4 separate regions of the Mus musculus genome follow, and all the other regions are linked to region 2. The links are chromatin contacts, called in public Hi-C and HiChIP or PLAC-seq maps. All regions are on one chromosome and are shown on one strand. The core of a region is the stretch at or near the end of the contact, and the rest is flanking DNA. Distances in the headings are between cores, read along the strand shown.

Region 1 (4,149 bases), core at 261-2,760, 430 kb before region 2:
ACTTCCACCAATCTGTACAATTTTAATATCAAAATAAATGGCTCATAGAGTAAGATGGAAAAGCAGGAATTCATGTTGCTATAAACAAATCACTCGTGAAAAATAAATACAAGGAAGGGGGATCTCTTGATTAGAGTAAAATGAAAATGAATAAATGGAGAAGAAATACTCTTCCTCCACCTTCTTCAGCAGAAACTCACTATGCAGCCCTGGATGCTCTAGAACTTGCTATGGAGTCCAGGCTAGCCTTAAACTCACAGAGATCCACTTGCCTCTGCTTTCCAAATGCTGGGAGTAAAGAGTGTGTCACAAATACACAGCAGAAGTAGTTGTTGTTGTTATTGTTATTATTATTATTATTATTATTAGTAGTAGTAGTAGTAGTAGTAGTATTTTGGTTTTGTGAGACATGATTTCTCTGTGTATCCTTGGCTATCTTGAAACTCACTTTGTAGACCAGGCTGGCCTTAAATTCAAAGATCTGCCTGCCTTTGCCTCTAGAGTGCTGGGATTAAAGGGTGTGTGACATGCCCAGTAAATTATTCTTTAAAAAACAAAACAAAAACACCTGTGTGTGATGGCAAATACCTCCAATCTCCTCACTTGGGAGAATAAGGCAGGACGACTGCCCTGAGTTTCAAGTCATCTGGACTACCCAAAGATTTTCAGTTCATCTAAGCTAAGAGTCTCAAGAAACCAAAACAAATTAAAAACTGGAAAATAAAAGGCATTATGGGACATCTCTTTAACCTTAGCTCTTGGGAGACAGAGGCAGGCAGAACTCTACAAGTTCTAGGCTAGCCTGGGCCACACAGGTGAGACCCTGCCCCAAGATAAATAGATAAACAAACAAATAAAATGTTATCTCTGGATAACAACAAGCATCCACACATCCCCTTTACAGATCGTATTAGTTCAGCTTTATGAACACATACTCCTTTTATTTAAAACAAAAAAATCTGTAATCCCCAACAGCAGCTTCAACAAAAATAACAGAAGCATCAGGTCCCCACACTGCTGCTGAGAGAGCACTGCACCCAGCACACCCAGCACACCCAGCACACCCAGCACACACAGCACGCTGCCTCTGCCATGAGAGGAGCAGATGACCCAGGCAGGGGGACTAATGCTGACAAAGACAAACCACCAGAGATGGTACTGAGATTGATGGAAATTCTGATTGGACTTCACAGTAACCATGGCAGTAAACACACATGACAGACCGTGCTGTGATGCCAGCGACTGACTCTTCTCCGAGGCTAACCAAGACATACAAGCACTGCCACTCACCTGGCATCATCACTCATTGCGGTGTGGTCAATAGGTGCCATGAAACTCAGGAGCTTGCTAAGGACATGGAACCTAAATAAAGCCAGAAGACAAACAGCAAAGTCAGTAACCATTAACTCAGCAAAAGAAACACGTGACCAGCTAAACCCCATGACTGATCCATGAACTTTGGTTCCACAGTGGAGTGTGGGAAAGTTCACAGGCACTTGTAACTCTCTTCTCTCTTTTCCTCTTAATGCAACAGGAAACAGCCTGGTACTAGAGCAGTGAAAACAGCAGGGCTGTGCTGGCACATGGCTCTGGCAGCGACCTCTGAGTCTAAGGCCAGCCTGATCTACAGAGTGAGTTTCAAGACAACCTGGAAAGAGAAACCCTGTCTCAAACACACACACACACACACACACACACACACACAACTAGTGAAAATGACAGTTTAACAAAGATCCATTTAGCTCACACAGAGGAAAGGGCAGATACAGGTGAGCCATTCCAGACAAGTCAATGAGGACCCAGCTACCCTAGCCTCCTCCTTTGTGTGGGTTTTAGTCATCCATGCCATGATTATGATGTCACCTACACACACAGGAACCAGCAGCACTGACACCTTCACTCTCTGGCACTTGTCCCCGAGCCAGGAGACTCCTATAAAATCCATCACTTCCACAGGGACTCTGCTGGGTCCTTCACATGAGGTGCCACCTTTAGCTGAGGGAGCACAGCTAAGTTCTGAACAACTCCAAGGCCAATATTTAGTTTGAAATGCCATGAAATTTAAGCTACCTCACCCATACTATCTGTCAAAAAATAAAGGCATTTTTGTGTACAGTCATTTGAAATTTATAGCTCTTGGCTCTAACAATTTAAAAATTCAAAGTAATAAAATAATGTAGAAATTTTCCATTCTCCTTTCTCTCCCTTTTTACTCTCTCACTGTGTAGTCCAAGATGGCCTCAAGCTTTTGATCAAGCTTTAGCTTCCTAAGTGCTGAGCTTACTGGTTATGCCATCACTGCTGGCCTCTCTCAATTCTTTGGAAGAATATACATTTATTTCCAAGAGAAATTACATTAGATAGAATAACAGAATGCTTACTGTTTACCAGATATCTCTACACATTATTTGAACCCATGCCTCCCAATGGTTCCTTCTGGAGAAACCCTAATAAGCTATAGTTTTATACATAGCCCCATTGTGCAACCTGAGCCTAACAGTAATGAATGAAGCGGCCACTTATACATACTGTTAATAACATCCTTTAAATACCTGTGGAGAAGAAGTAATGACAGGTACAGAAAAAGGAGTGGAACTGGGCAAAGAAAGAAACACTAGGGTAGCCAACTGACAGGACAGTAACAGCAATGGCAACCAATACTGTAGCACGTCTGAGAGCTCCACCGACCATCTTCACTGACTCTCACCACAAACTGCTTCTGAGTATTATCATCTCCCGTTTACAAATGAAGAAACCAGCATCAAGAGTTTAAGTTCTGGGCTGGAGAGATGGCTCAGCGGTTAAGAGCACTGACTGTTCTTCCGAAGGGCCTGAGTTCGGGTCCCAACAACCACATGGTGGCTCACAACCATCCGAAGTGAGATCTGACGCCCTTTTCTGGTGCATCTGAAGACAGCTACAGTGTACTTACATATGATAATAAATAAATCTTTAAAAATAAAAAAATAGTTCAAGTTCTCTCCTAAAGTAAGCATCAGTCAGTCACTGTCAAAGCTGGAATCCAAACTCAGGCAGTGTGGCTTGAGTCACCCTCATTAATTTCAACAGTAACAATGTCCAGAGAAGCACCAGAGCTACATCAACAGAGAAGTGGAAAACATTCTAACAGTTTAGGCTGCAAGGTAAGGAAAGTAGTAGCTCCTGTGCACTTCTGCAAAGCTGCACCAGCACTTCCTGGTAAGGTTTGATAAATCCCAAACAAGGTACAGTGACTATGAAGTCTGCTTGTGCGAAGTTGGCTCTCCCTTGTCTCAACAGGGTTTTGCTAGTTCCCCAGGCTAGCTTCCAACTTACACTGCTCCTGACTGTACCTCCTAGTGCAAAGCTACAGACAATTTACAAGTGAGACAGATCCATATTTGTCTAAAGAAAATGCAATAAAGAGGATCTTTAACTCTTTAATGGTGTAGGACGAACGGACACGGACACGGACACACACACACACACACACACACACACACTATTTATATATAGTTATACATCTAATCCAATAAGGTAAGGATGTTTTTTGCTGAACTATCAGCAGACTCTTTGACACTGAGGCTTTATCAGATAGCACTGTCCTACTCTGGCCCCAGGATATAAATCTAAAAGTCTAGCAATGTCAGTTCCTACTCTCTTGCTCTGTCTTTTGTATGTTTCTTTTTTAAAAATATTTTTTATTATTTATTTATGCATGCATGTGTAGGTCTATATGAGTATGTCTGGCTCCAGGGGATGTAGAGTTACAGGCGTTGTGAGCTGCCTGATATGGGTGCTGGGAATCAAACTCATGTCCTATGCAGGGACAGCATCTGCATCTTCTCCAGACTCATCATTAGTTCACATTGGAGTGTTTTCATAGCATCAAAAATGCTTCTATTTTCCCACAAAAATTATATTCCTCATCATCTAAGTATACTATTAATATTTTTAAAGTCCTCCACTTTTGTCTTTTTAAAGCTAAAATAATCATTCTGATTTTGTTTTCTAATTATTTCTTTTAGGGAAACATTTGCAGTATTTTATACATCCACTGACAACAATAGAATAAAAATTCGGTAAACTGTATTTTCCCTTGTAGAGTAATAAAACAGGATCAGAAAAATATTTGCACATCTTTGAGTTTATCATCCATAAAAACAGAAT
Region 2 (4,530 bases), core at 2-2,501:
AAACGCCCCAGCTCCTTCAACCCTTCTCCCCGGCGCGTGCTTAGGCAAACAGCGTCTCAAAGGCAGGCCTAAAGGCCAAAGGTTCGGAGAGGGAGGAAGACCCGAGCAGGGGACCTCCAAGTGCCTTCGGGGCGCTGGATCTGGGGCCTGCCAAGGGTACCGAGAGGCCCCGCTGCAATGGCGAGTTCGTGGGGCCCATCGGAGAGGCGGCCTCGCCTAGGAGTTGCAACACACTCTTTCTCCAGTGCGCAGCGCTCGGCCTGGGGGAGGGGAAACAGCTGCCAGGCCGGGGAGCAGCGGGCCCATCCCGGCCCGGCCCGCTCAGCCCGCTCGCTCACCGTCAGGGTGTCGTCTATGTAGAGGGGGATCTGCCTCCTCTCGAAGGGGAACTCCTCCTCCCCGTCCCTGCACACTGCCACCAGTCGCGCCATCGTCCCCGACGCTGCCGTTGCCACCGTCACCACCTCCTCCCAGCTGCTGCCGCCGCCGCTGCTCCTGCCGCCGCCGCTGCTGCTGCCTCCTCCCAGCTCCTGCCTGCAACAGCCAAACCCCGCGAGCGTAAGCACCCGCCACCTCGCAGCACATTCGCCACGGGTGAAAGGGGTGGGGGGGCGCGGAGCGAGAGAGGACAGGAGAGCCGCGCTGCGTTTCCCATCACCCGATTCCACACGCGCTCAGCCAATCAGCGCCCCGCAGCGCCGGGACCCGCCCCCTCGCGCCGCCTGCCCTCCCCCACCCAGACCCCCCCTCCCCACCCACCCACCCCCCCCCCCCCCGCCCGCCGGCCTCCAGTCAGGGTCCAAAGGAGAGGCGGAAAAGGACCTGCTGGCCCCGGGACATCCCCGCCCAGCTCGGGAGTCCGGGCTCCAGAAGCCCATCCCCGCCTCGGCTACACAGCCCAAGCCCGCACCCCCTGCCGCTGACCCCTTCTCTCCTGGCTGAGCGCCCCGCCCAGGGTGGCCCCCTAGGCTGCAGTTGCCCGGCGCCACCCCGCCCCTGGGAGGGGTCGACCCTGCCTCGGCTCTGCAGAGTTGGGGTGGGGGCGAGCTCAGACCCCAGTCCTCACCCGGGTCGGAGAGAGAGAGCTCTCGGTTCTGACCTTCACTGACTTCGAGGACGCCTCCCTGACCCCCACCTCTGCTCCCCGTTACCGGCTGACGAGGCCCGCGTCAGGGCCGGCCTGGGCGGGAGCGCGGCTGCGATTGCCGTTTCCTCTCCAGGCTCAGTCAGCCGCTCGCGCCACGGGGAGTGTGGGAGGGAGGGCGGGGGACGTGGGGAGGGTGGGGCCGGGGAGGGGGGGCCGCGAACTCCAGGCGGGGCCTGCCTCTTCTCGCGAGACCGCGGCCGCCTCGCTCGTGTCCCGACTTTCGAAATCGGCTTGTACGGGTGGGGGGAACCCCCTGTGCTGTCGCGCTCGGCTGACCTGCGTGGTGCCCCGGATTTACCAAAACGAGCGTGAAAATAGGGCCAGTGGGGAGGCCCAGCAGGAGCAGCCGGGGTCCCTGCCAGTGACGACCCGGGATCTGCTCTCTGGAGACCGGTGGGGTGGAAAGCCCACTGGGGGGGGGGGGGAACCCAGATAAGACTTGGGTGAGCGATGAAGAGCTGGCGCTGTCGAGGTCTAGGAGAATGGACACTGCAGAGACCTTTGACCTTGTTTTCCAGGTTGCACACATGCGGACTTCCACCCCTGTAAGACTGGAGGAAAGGGCTCTGCTACCCTGACTCACCCAGAGCCGGCCGCCTTATGGGGACTGCAGCAAGATGGATGGAAAATATGTGCAGGATCTGTTGTTACAATAGACAGAAAACTGAACTGTAGTCTATGTGTAGCTTCCGACCAAAGGAACTTCTTGAGTTAATATTAACTTAAGGGACTCCCTTGGGCAAAGTTACTGATAGTGGCCAAAGGCCCTTCGGTCTGACCATCTTCCGAGAACCAGAGCTGCTGTAAAGAGAGTTTCCTCTGCACTCTTGACTACTGCCACGTTCTCAGGTACTAGTCTACGGAGGTCCATTGTAAAGCCAAAAAGATGGAAAATGTTTTGTCTTGATGGTTTTAATAATAAATCCATTCGCTGCTTGTACAACTACCAGATCTTAAGGACAGATCGAATATTTTCTGGTAAAATAGGGTAAAGCTGTTGTTACTGACCTTTAAAAGTATTTTGATCACATGAAGTCTTTCAAGTCACAACCAAAAAAAAAAAAAAAAAAAAATCCCACAGTGCATCCTTAGCCTTGTTGACTTATGACATTGTGTGGTCATTGTTAGAGTAGGTGACATAATAAACTGGAAGAACCATTGTGTGTTCCCAAAGGTGTGATTATCCAGTAAATATGTCTTTGGGCCATACTAAAAGCAGAACAGTGCGATCCTTAGTTGAAGTCCAGTTTTTCACGCACCTTCTGACAGGTTAAAATACATAGTAAAACTATGGACATTTTTAGAGAATCTTGTGTTTTATGTCTACAACTACTACAATCTATGTACCTACTTTGATTAATTGAATTTTAGGTTATGCTTGGTAACAAATATTGAGCCAATATGTATATAGCTACTAGCTTTAATTTTCACTATTAAATATACACCAGGTACTAGGAAAGAACCAAGCTATGAAAAAAAAAAAAAAAAAAAAGGCAGTTGACAAGCTAAAATACCTCTGTTTTCACTATAATGGCTGTATTAGATAAGGTAGTAAATCACTGGCATAATGTTATTTAAATTAGTACATCTGAAAATCTGTAAGCTGGATTTTCCTTTTCTTGATCTGACAGTATGAGTATATTCTATCAATTAAAAATAGAAACATGGGCTGTAAAGTTGGCTCAGTAGTTAAGAGCACTGACTGCTCTTCCAGAGGTCCTGAGTTCAATTCCCAGCAACCACATGGTGGCTCACAACCATCTGTAATTCTGATGTTCTCTTCTGGTGTGTCTGAAGACAGCTACAGTGTACTCATATAAATAAAATAGATCTTTAAAAAAAAAAAATACAAGCCCAGTATAGTAGCATACACCTGTAACCCCAGCACTTGGAGAGGCCAAGGCAGAGTGCTTACCATAAATTCAAGACCAGATTAGACTGCACAGACCCTTTCTCAAAATAGGAATTAAGTAGACATATTGCATATTTTTAATAAACATAAATGAGAATGTAAGCTCCTTAAAGGCATCTGTTTATATTCCTGGCACCTATACCCGACACAGAGCTCAGTAAATCAATTGTGATCTTTCTCTTCTGAAAAGCAATCTAATCAGGAGTTCTGCCTACTAATTCTGATTTTATGAATTCATTAGCTTTTCTTTAGGACATTAGGAATTGGAAGAGGGGAAGCACAGTGTACATTTTGTCCTTTTCAGTTAACGCCTGTAATTATCAAAGATATAAACTTAGACTAGAAAAGTATGGAGGGCTGAGGATATAGTGGTAGAACACTTGGTCTAGCAGGCTCTAAGCCCAAGGTTCAGTATCCAGTATCACAAAAATAAGTACGTAAATACCATAATATTAAATAAGAAAAGTGGCAGATATGGTGCACACCCAACACCAGAGGCAGAGGCAGGTAGATCTCAGTGAGTTCCAAGCCAGCCTGTCCTATATAGTGACAGCCCATCTCAAAAAAAAAAAAAAAAAAAAAAAAGGCAGTTATTAACAAAATGCAGCACAGCAAATGAGGCCTGCATTAAGTCATAAGATAACTACTTTTTCTAAATGAATGTATTAGTTAAGCTACTCTGCCTTCTGGCTGCTCCAACAGATAAGCTATGAGGTACTAGTACAGTGTGTGACACAGCAGAAAAGTCAATCACCTTTCCTAGTCATGCTAAATTTACACACTATAATCTTATTGATTAAATTTCAAGTCTTACTTTTTAATTGGAAATAAAATCTGTTGTAATTGTAGTCAGCAAATACAAAGTCATATAACACTAAATCAGCCATCAAGTTTAGAAATTGAAGTAAACAAAACACATTTAATAATTAGCATATTTACATTAAATATATATTTTTTTTGAGAGCTGAAGAGATGGCTCAGCAGTCAAAGAATACTGACTGCTCGTCCAGAGGTCCTGAGTTCTATTCCCAGCAACCACATGGTAGCACACAGCTATCTGTAATGGCATATGATGCCCTCTTCTGGTGTATCTGAAGACAGCTACAGTGTACTTACATACATAAAATAAATAAATCTTTAAATAAAAAATACACTTTGAGAGTTAGGGGTATGGCTCAGTACAATGCTTACCCAGCACACTTGAAGTTCTGATTCACAGGACCACAAAACATAATCTATAATATGAAGACAACTAGTTTAAAATAGCAAGCCTGTATCAGGAGGCGCCACCTACTCTAAACTACACAAATAATTTAGATTGCTAATAAACACCACATTAGACACCCTGATTAGCAGCTATTTCTCATATGTCCTTGGTGTCAGGAAAGCAAATGTTCATTGATTCTTATCCACACCCCACCCCAGCCCCACACATCCAGCCTGGCCTCAAACTCACTATGGAGATGAGACT
Region 3 (4,150 bases), core at 816-3,315, 390 kb after region 2:
AAAGCTTCCTTTCCCAAGTAGTCCTGATTTTCTGTAACCAAGTAGAACCATCGAGTCCACGGGCGAGGTGCCAATCATTGTTCATCAGCAGAAGTCATGTTGTTGGGGGGAGAAAAGAGACAAAGAGACAAATGGTCTTTGTTTTAGATTTGCAGGGAGTGGTGTCTGTTCCTTCTAACTACTGAGAGCTTGCCACACAAGAAGTTAAAATTCAACTGAGACCCGGTACCTGCCTGTTATCCCAGAACCTCAGAGGTGGAGATAGGAGAATCAGGAGGCAGAGGTCAATCTAGGCTACGTGGCAAGTTTCAGGCCTGCTTAGGCTACTGAGACGCTGCTCCGAAACAGTTCAATTGAGAGGGAAAAAGAATATTTAGAGTGAAGCAGTATTGGAGCACACCTTTCAGAGTTCAAGGCCAGCCCGGTCTATAGAGCAAGTTGCAGGACAGCCAGGGCTACATAGAGAAACCCTATCTCAAAAAAATAACACAAAATAACAACATTATATATATATATATATGTATATATATATACATATATATTATATAGTACTATATAAATATACTAATGTAACTTATAAATTGATAAATTATATTTTGTATTTAATATATTAACTTATATAATATATTGAATATATATATATATAGTGCTTGATTGTAGAACTCTGGCTTGGGCAGAGTTCTGGGTTCAATCACAACACCACAAAATTAATGGACAAATAAATAAAAATAAGTCAACTGGAGAGAGGATATCCACAATCACATGTGCAGCGCAGTGCTCCTCATGGGAGAGAGGAGGCATAACAGTACAGTGCAGACGCGGCGTTTAGTTTATACTGACAGTAAACCTCTACTTCTTTCACAGTGGCACTTGGAGTTTTCTTTTAAAATTCGGGGGTTGGGGTGGAGAGATGACTCTGGTTAAGAGCACTGACTGTTCTTCCAGAGTTCTTTCAGAGTTCTGAGTTAAATTTCCAGCAACCACATGGTGGCTCACAACCATCTGTAATGAGATCTGATGCCCTCTTCTGGTGTGTCTGAAGATAGCTATACTGTACTTAAATATAAATAAATAAATCTTAAAAACAAAATAAAATGCAGGGGTGAACACAGGACCCTGTGAGTATCAGGCAAGTTGTCTGCCACTAAACTACATTCCTAGACTCAACTTTTGTGTCTTTGCAAAAATGAGTTAATCAGAGAAACCCTGTGTTGAAAAATCAAAATCGAAAAAGAAAAAAAAAGTAAAGAAATTGAAAACATTTATTCCTAAAACTCTCTCACCCACGGTCTGCTGTGTGTTTAAACAACCCACCATCAGCCGGTAAGATGGTTTAGTGTAAAGGCTCTTGTGGTTAAACCTCACAACTTTCCATCTCTAAGACCCTCATGGTAGAAGAGAATCTTGACTCCTGAAAGTTGTTCTCTGATCTGTGTGTGTGTGTGTGTGTGTGTGTGTGTGTGTACAAACATACACTGTACCACTTGTGCACACACACAGAAAATAATATAAGTTTTTGTTAAATTCTTATCATCCAACCTTTTCCATGGGGAGTGTTCAGCACACACTACAAAAACAAACAACAACAACAATAACAAAACCCCAGCAAAGCCACCCCTCACCCAACCCCACCCCGCCCCAGCAGCCAGAACTTCACAAGACCAAACACAGGGTCCTCCACTGGAATCATCCTGTTGCAAAAGGGTTGTGGAAACGAACTGCAGGTCAGGATCCATTCACAGGAAGGAATGAAGGGTAAATACTTGTTGATAAAAGATAGCTGTGGAATCTGCAAGAGTGGTGGCTGGTCCTCACAAACACCAGACCTGTAGGACCAGAGCAAACAGGCGCTCTGGGAACTACCAGAAAAGGACTTGCAACCACCTCTCCCTCCAGATGCCTAAGAACCCTGAGGCTACAGAGGTCACAGGGTCCCCTTCCCCCCAACATGGAATTTGCTAGTGCCAGAGGGATCTGAGAATTTAACCTTTCAGCTCAGTGCAGCAGGTCAATACCTGGGGATCTGTTTTATCTCATAGTTCCTACTATTTAAACTCCACCCCTGCACATGTGTTTCTGGCCTCTTTCAGATGTTAGGGCTGGTTCTTTTCTCTATCTTGTTTACCATATAGCATTCGTCCCTCTTCAGCCACATCTCATATGCTCTTTTTCCTAATCTTTCTTCTTTCTCTTATCCTTATCTCTATTTTATTTTATTTTGTTTTATTTTATTTTATTTTTTCTCCAAGACAGGGTTTCTCTGTGTAGCCCTAACTGTTCTGAAACTCATACGGTAATAGACCGGGCTGGCCTGGAACTCAGACATCAACCCGCCTCTGCTTCCCCGGTGCTAGGATTCAAAGCGTGCACCTACGCCCAGCTGTTCTCATTTTACTTCGTAATTAAACCTTCCACAGAGTTCACAATCTCTAAAATCTGTTGGCCCTATGGGCATCCCAACTCCCTTACCAAATACTTTACCCACCTTGATTTTTTCTCTTTTCTTTTCAAAGTTGACTAATATTTAATCCTTAGCTTTACCCACCCTACTTTCTTTCCACTTCTAATCTTATTAACTAAAATGTACGCAAACCCCATAGTCTCCTTGGTTATTTAAGCTCTGACAGTTACTGAGGCTGAAAGGGCCACTGTGTTGCTGGGTTAGTACGTTTGCAGAGCAGTGATAGCAAGCAGCGGTGGTTGTTCTTCCACTTGATAACCATCTCAGGGATACTGTAGAACTGACCCAGGCACTCTCAAGTTCCTGAGCTGAGGGATCGTTCTCTGATTACACACTCAAGAGTACATATTCGGGCCGGGCGTGGTGGTGCACGCCTTTAATCCCAGCACTCGGGAGGCAGAGGCAGGCGGATTTCTGAGTTCGAGGCCAGCCTGGTCTACAAAGTGAATTCCAGGACAGCCAGGGCTACACAGAGAAACCCTGTCTCAAAAAACCAAAAAAATTAAAAAAACAAAAAAAAAAAAAAGAGTACATATTCAGGTCTCCCTTAAACACTGCAAATGTTTCAGCTAAAAGAATATGGCAGAGAAGAAAAAAGTTGAGCAACAAAGTAACATGTTTAAATCTCAATACAGTAACATAGGAAACATGAAAAAAAAATCAAGACACTATATATATGCCCTTAAAAAAATCAATAACCCTATAGTAATGGCATCTAGTGAAAATTAGTTACATTAAGTCCCCAAAAGAGAATTTATAATGGTTATAAGTATGTCAAAGACACAGAGCTGCCCGAAAAAAGGAAAATGATACATGATCTGAAAGAGGAATTCAACAACATAAAATAATTTCCTCTATTCTCTCTGATCGCAATGGAATCAGACTACAAATCAATAGCAAGAAAAGCCCTGGACCACACACAAACTCATGAGATTAAACAACACACTATTCAGCAATGAGTGGATCCTTGAAATAATAAAATCACTAAAACCAACTAAAAATAACAACACACCAAGCAGACTCTATGGAACACAAATGCAAACAGTCTAAAAGAGGAGGGTGGTGGTTCCAGTCAGTCAGGGGAGTCAGAAAGAAAGCTCAAATCAGTAACTTAATGATACACCTCAGAGCTCTAGACAAGGAAGAACAAAGCCAAAGTCAAATCACAAGATACAAAGGGATCAGTACGATTGGGGCAGAAATTGATGGCATAGAAACAAAAGGAGCAATACAAAGAATCAATAAAATGCAGACTTAGTTCTGTGAAAATGTAAAGAAGACACTCAAAACCTTAGCCAAACTAACCAACAAAAGAAAGAAGACTCAAATTTTAAAAACCAGAGATGGAGCCGGGCATGATGAGCCACACCTTTAATCCCAGCACCTGGAAAACAAGGCAGATGGACCCCTGAGTTCAAAGCCAGCCTGGTCTACAGAGTGAGTTCCAGGACAGCCAGGGCTACACAGAGAAACTCTGTCTCAAAAAATAAAAAACAAACAAACAAACAAAAAACCACCATGTGCTTTAACAGCCATTTCTTCACCCTGTAATCTGTATTTTAAAATTTTTTAAAGCTTTATTTATTATTATATGGCAGACATCTCATTATGGATGGTTGTGAGTCACCATGTGTTTGCTGGGATTTGAACTCAGGGCCTTCGAAAGAGCAGTCACTGCTCTTAACCACT
Region 4 (4,241 bases), core at 606-3,105, 480 kb after region 2:
AACATTCCCACTCATTCCCTCTTCTTTTGATTCTAAGCTATGAAGAGCTCAATAAGGAAAAACGTCCCTTATCATTTGGGTGAATGATATGGTCATTTTTGGGGAGGTAACCTCAGTTGAAAAAAAAATGCTTCCACAAGATAAGATCTGGCTCTTAGGCGGGCCTGTAGGGCATTTTAATTAGTGATTGAGGCCATGGTGGATAGTGCTGTATCTGGAGTGGTGGTCCTGGAGTCTATAAAAAATCAGGCAGGGCAAGCCATGAGTAGTAAGCCAGTAAGCAGTACTTTTTCTAGGCCTTTTTACAGCTCCTGTCTCAAGGTTTCTGCCTGGTTTAAATTTCTGTCTTGGCTTCCCTCAGTGGACTTAGGATCTGTATGTCAAATAAAGCCTTTCTTCAACAAGTTTTTTGTTTGTTTATTTTTTCGAGACAGGGTTTCTCTGTGTAGCTCTGGCTGTCCTGGAACTCACTCTGTAGACCAGGCTGGCCTCGAACTCAGAAATCTGCCTTCCTCTGCCTCCCAAGTGCTCGGAGTTCGGAGTGCCCCACCATTGCCCAGCCAGCGAGTTTCTTTTGGTCTTGGTGTTTCGTCACAGCAATAGAAACCCTAACTAAGACATATGGCCATGGAAATGAGTTTTTTTGGCCTTGACCACGACCTCCAGCTAACTCTTGACACTGATGACATGCCTAAAAAGTCTACTTTAACCTGTATGATAGGCAAAGGTACTTTTACGAATTCCTTGTTGGTCATACCTAGCCGCCTAGTCCACATCTAGGCAGGAGCATCATGTCCAAATTCCAGGCCCGTTTATTATTTTTAAAAGAATTATATCTTATTAAAAAAGATTTTTTGGAAGGGACAGTGTTTTCAAACTTGGTGGCACTGGACTGGCTTAGAACTTGTTATGTACACCAGTGCTGGGAATATAGGGAATATAGTGCATGTGTTACTGGAATCCCATAAAAAGAGATTTTGGTACAGGTTACTAGGTGCTCAGGGGAAAGATATATGGGAAAGCTAGGAGTGTGATTGTGGGTTTCTTTAAGCAAGAGCTCCCGGCCTACGACTACTTGAGACTCCATGAACCCTTAAGACGTATCCAATGCCATCTTGCAAAGCCCCAGGTAGTCTTCTTAGACTCTCTATGGATCCCTATATTGTGCAACAAGTTCCCCCTTCCAAAGTCTGGGGCCTCTCCATTTCCAGATGTTCACGAACATCCATTCCTATGACAGTAACCATTAAGGACTCCAACAAAATTTCTTACAGGCCCCCTTATTCAGAGCAAGACGTACTCAGCAGGGGACTGAACACGGACTGCCAGCCTAGACTCCCGGAAGGTAAACACAGCGCCGCGGGCGGGGTGGAGGGCGGGCTCGGGCAGCCTGAGTGGTCAGGTAAAAGTGATTGGCAGCTGCCACGTCCACGTGCTTTTAGCTTCAAATCAGCTGTCGCGAGAATTCGATGTAAACACACCAGTATACCTGGCTTCGGGCTCCTCGCTGGAGACTTCTGGCTGAGGTCCGCAGGTATTTGGTGCATGTAGCGTTTCCTTAAAACAGAAAATCCACCAAGGTGCCTCTTCCAGGCCCGCAGACACGCCTGCCTTTTCTCCCCTGCCGCCTGCATTCACAACCGAACCTGACCCACCCGCTTCACCCGAACTTCCATACTGTTGTGTTTTCCCTCCAGCCCCAGCGGATTGGATGGATTCTGAAGGCGGGTCCGCCTCTTTCCTACTCGCTGGTTGGCGAAGCTGACCTCCAAGGGCGGTGCCGCGCCGGGGCCAGTTTGCTCCTGGGATTGGCTGATGCGGTGGTTCCGCCGAGGCGTGGTAGGAAGTGCTAGCCGTCAATCACGAGGGAGACTCCAAACAGTGAGCCTGAAGCTGGAGAACAGCGTTTACCGGCGGAGCGGCCGGTGAGAGGGCTGGCGGGTCTTTGGCTTAGGGGAGGTTTGGAGAGGGAAAGGGACAGGCAGCATGAGGAAACAGGGCTTGACCAGCCCCAGTTGACGGGGAAAGGTGCTGAAACTGGAGGAGAGCTGGGCAAGAGGCCAGAGGGCGGCCGGGGGCAGTGGTGGTAGGGCTTTGGAGGTGAAGTGTGGAGTGTTGTTCCCGTGACTTTGGGGAGAGTGGGGCCCGAGGGGCTTTCGAGGAGCTGTTCTCAAGTGACAAGGCCTTTAAAGGACAGAGGTGGGGAGACTGGTTCGGGTAATAGAGGGTGGAATGAAGATGAGAGTACTGAGGGGTCTGGTGAAAGGTACTGCCTAAGAAAGGGGTAGCTGGACTAGTTGGGACAATGGGTTGTTTGGGTTGTATAGGAATGTGGGGATCAACAGTTTGGGGTTTTTCAAATGAGGTGGTACAGTGAACCCTTCTTAAAAGTGATGCTTTTAGGCTGTGGGCTTTCCTGAGCCTTGTAAGACATCTTTAGTTCTGTTGCCAGTCCCCCTTTAACCATAATGAAGCAGACTCTGTACTCTCCAAACCACCTCTATGATTCAGAAACTCATTAGATAGTCAAGGTCTGGGACTTACTTAGACTGTGGGAAAATCCAGAGGCTCCTTATATTATACGAGTTTATATTCCAAATTTGTTTACACGCTGGTGATTACGTTACAATAGCTGGAGGTTAAAATATTATTTAAATGTGGCTACACAGTTTTATCTGTCCTCAACAGATTTATCTGAAGGCAGAGTGGTATCCTGTTACGTGTATTTGTTCTGAGGCTCACATGGGCCATCTGGTCTTTATATGGCTGTGCCCTTAAGGTTGACTTTGAACTCCTGATCCTCCTGCCTCTGCCTCTCAGGCATGCATATGCATCACCACCTGTGACCAGCTTTTTAAATTATTATTATTATTATTATTATTATTATATTTTTAAAAATAAAATACTAAGAATCTCAGGCTTACATTGCCCTTGAACTCAAGGCAATTTCCTTGCCTCAGCCTCCTGGGAACTGGAACTGCTGGTATGTTATGTCCCACTGAGCTTTATATTTGCATTTCTTTATTTTTCTTTTTTTAAAGATTTATTTATTTTTATATATGTAAGTACACTGTCGCTGTCTTCAGATATACCAGAAGAGCGCTTCATAACCCATTACAGATGGTTGTGAGCCACCATGTGGTTGCTGGGAATTGAACTCAGGACCTGTGGAAGAGCAGTCAGTGCTCTTAACCCCTGAACCATCTCTTCAGCCCTATATTTGTTTTTCTAAGTGATCCTGTGTTATATAGTTCCCATTTAGTTCTCTGTCTCTTTTCCTCCTAGTTATAAATTATAGGAAGATTCTGCCAAAGACTGAACTGTCTTGACTTTCAGATACTGCATAGTTCAAGGTCAGCCTCAATTCCTGGGTAAGACCCTATCTTAAAAAAAGAAAAGTAACTTCCTGGGTGTGGTGGGTACACACCTATAATCCTATCAGTTGGGCTGGCAGGTCTCTGAGAGATCTAGGCCACAAGTTTCTGGGAAAATTCATGGTTTGTCACAGTTTGGCAAAGGGATATTTAATGAATAATCGTACACCTCTCCTTCTGACACTTTTCTTTTCTCTGGAAACAGGTCTCATGAATGAAACAATGGCTACAGATTCTCCTCGGAGACCCAGTCGTTGTACTGGCGGAGTCGTGGTCCGCCCTCAGGCCGTCACGTAAGCTGAAGAAAGCAGTATTCTAGAAAACAGTTCCCACTCAGAATATCTGTTTGAGCTGGGTGGTAGTAGCACATGTCTTTAGTCCCAGCACTTCGGAGCCAGAAGCAGATCTCTGAGTTTGAGGCCTGCTTGGTCTACAAAACAAGTTCTAGGCCCGCTGGGACTACATAAAGAAACCCTGTCTGAAAACAAGCAGACTCTCCTCCAAAACTCCCAGAGTGTCCATTCGGATAGTGGTTGCTTCTGTAAACACTTTGCACTTTTTGTGTATTTGGAAGGCTATAGTAGTAGTAACAAGGCTTCACAAGAAGGGAACACTCTCAGTGGGGCTGAGCTTGCCGTAAGCCTGAGGGGCTGAGTTTGATCCCTGGGTCCCACAGGTTAGGAGGAGGGGACCAATTCCAAGTTCATGGCCCATACCCCCCCCCCCATGCACCACTAAATAAGTAGATAAATAAATAAAAAATAGTATAATTTAAAAAACTTAAAAGAAGGTTTACATTTTGAGTTCATCTTTAAAGGCTAGAATTTGGATACTTGGACTCAGCAAAGACAATAGAATAATATAAGA

Evidence for each region. Hi-C and Micro-C count contacts between places; a contact is called where the count stands out from the background. HiChIP or PLAC-seq counts read pairs in DNA pulled down with a chosen protein or histone mark.
Region 1: a Hi-C map of liver shows a contact between it and region 2, with 1.7 times the contacts expected there. The contact joins the enhancer-like site here to the promoter of Ggnbp2 in region 2. A contact is called at or near these places in 3 of 39 promoter capture datasets (hippocampal neurons, pre-B cells and stem cell-derived epiblast-like cells), 1 of 484 Hi-C or Micro-C datasets (liver), 3 of 115 datasets of contacts at active chromatin or transcription factors (bone marrow-derived macrophages, embryonic stem cells and fetal liver) and 2 of 9 other capture datasets (adipose tissue and liver).
Region 3: a contact with region 2 is called in an H3K27ac HiChIP or PLAC-seq map of extraembryonic endoderm stem cells. The contact joins the enhancer-like site here to the promoter of Ggnbp2 in region 2. A contact is called at or near these places in 4 of 39 promoter capture datasets (liver, neutrophils, pre-B cells and 1 more), 2 of 115 datasets of contacts at active chromatin or transcription factors (embryonic limb bud and extraembryonic endoderm stem cells) and 2 of 9 other capture datasets (adipose tissue and embryonic stem cells).
Region 4: an HNF4G HiChIP or PLAC-seq map of pancreatic cancer cells shows a contact between it and region 2. The contact joins the promoter of Bcas3 here to the promoter of Ggnbp2 in region 2. A contact is called at or near these places in 1 of 39 promoter capture datasets (erythroid cells), 3 of 484 Hi-C or Micro-C datasets (B cells, CD4 T cells and thymic regulatory T cells), 5 of 115 datasets of contacts at active chromatin or transcription factors (astrocytes, large pre-B cells, memory CD8 T cells and 2 more) and 1 of 9 other capture datasets (liver).

What each region holds. Positions count from the first base shown.
Region 1 is chr11:84,441,276-84,445,424 of GRCm38.p6, forward strand. It overlaps Aatf (apoptosis antagonizing transcription factor), which reads right to left. Exons shown (of 13, transcript NM_019816.1): 12 at 1,291-1,362. Among named protein-coding and RNA genes, the nearest start is that of Aatf, 70 kb to the right of the region's middle. Within about 2 kb of position 1,511, at least 35 of the 459 cell types and tissues checked have an H3K27ac peak or open chromatin away from gene starts, as enhancers often do. A contact at or near this core is called in adipose tissue and liver, where this site is marked.
Region 2 is chr11:84,869,539-84,874,068 of GRCm38.p6, forward strand. Ggnbp2 (gametogenetin binding protein 2) reads right to left here and starts at 1,252. Exons shown (of 14, transcript NM_001364114.1): 1 at 1,067-1,252; 2 at 339-534. The coding sequence starts at 431. It overlaps Ggnbp2os (gametogenetin binding protein 2, opposite strand), which reads left to right and starts at 467. Exons shown (of 2, transcript NR_131201.1): 1 at 467-558; 2 at 1,666-2,093.
Region 3 is chr11:85,253,771-85,257,920 of GRCm38.p6, forward strand. No RefSeq gene overlaps it. Among named protein-coding and RNA genes, the nearest start is that of Appbp2os, 21 kb to the left of the region's middle. Within about 2 kb of position 2,066, at least 25 of the 459 cell types and tissues checked have an H3K27ac peak or open chromatin away from gene starts, as enhancers often do. A contact at or near this core is called in embryonic stem cells and extraembryonic endoderm stem cells, where this site is marked.
Region 4 is chr11:85,351,309-85,355,549 of GRCm38.p6, forward strand. Bcas3 (breast carcinoma amplified sequence 3) reads left to right here and starts at 1,856. Exons shown (of 24, transcript NM_001166643.1): 1 at 1,856-1,925; 2 at 3,580-3,667. The coding sequence starts at 3,585.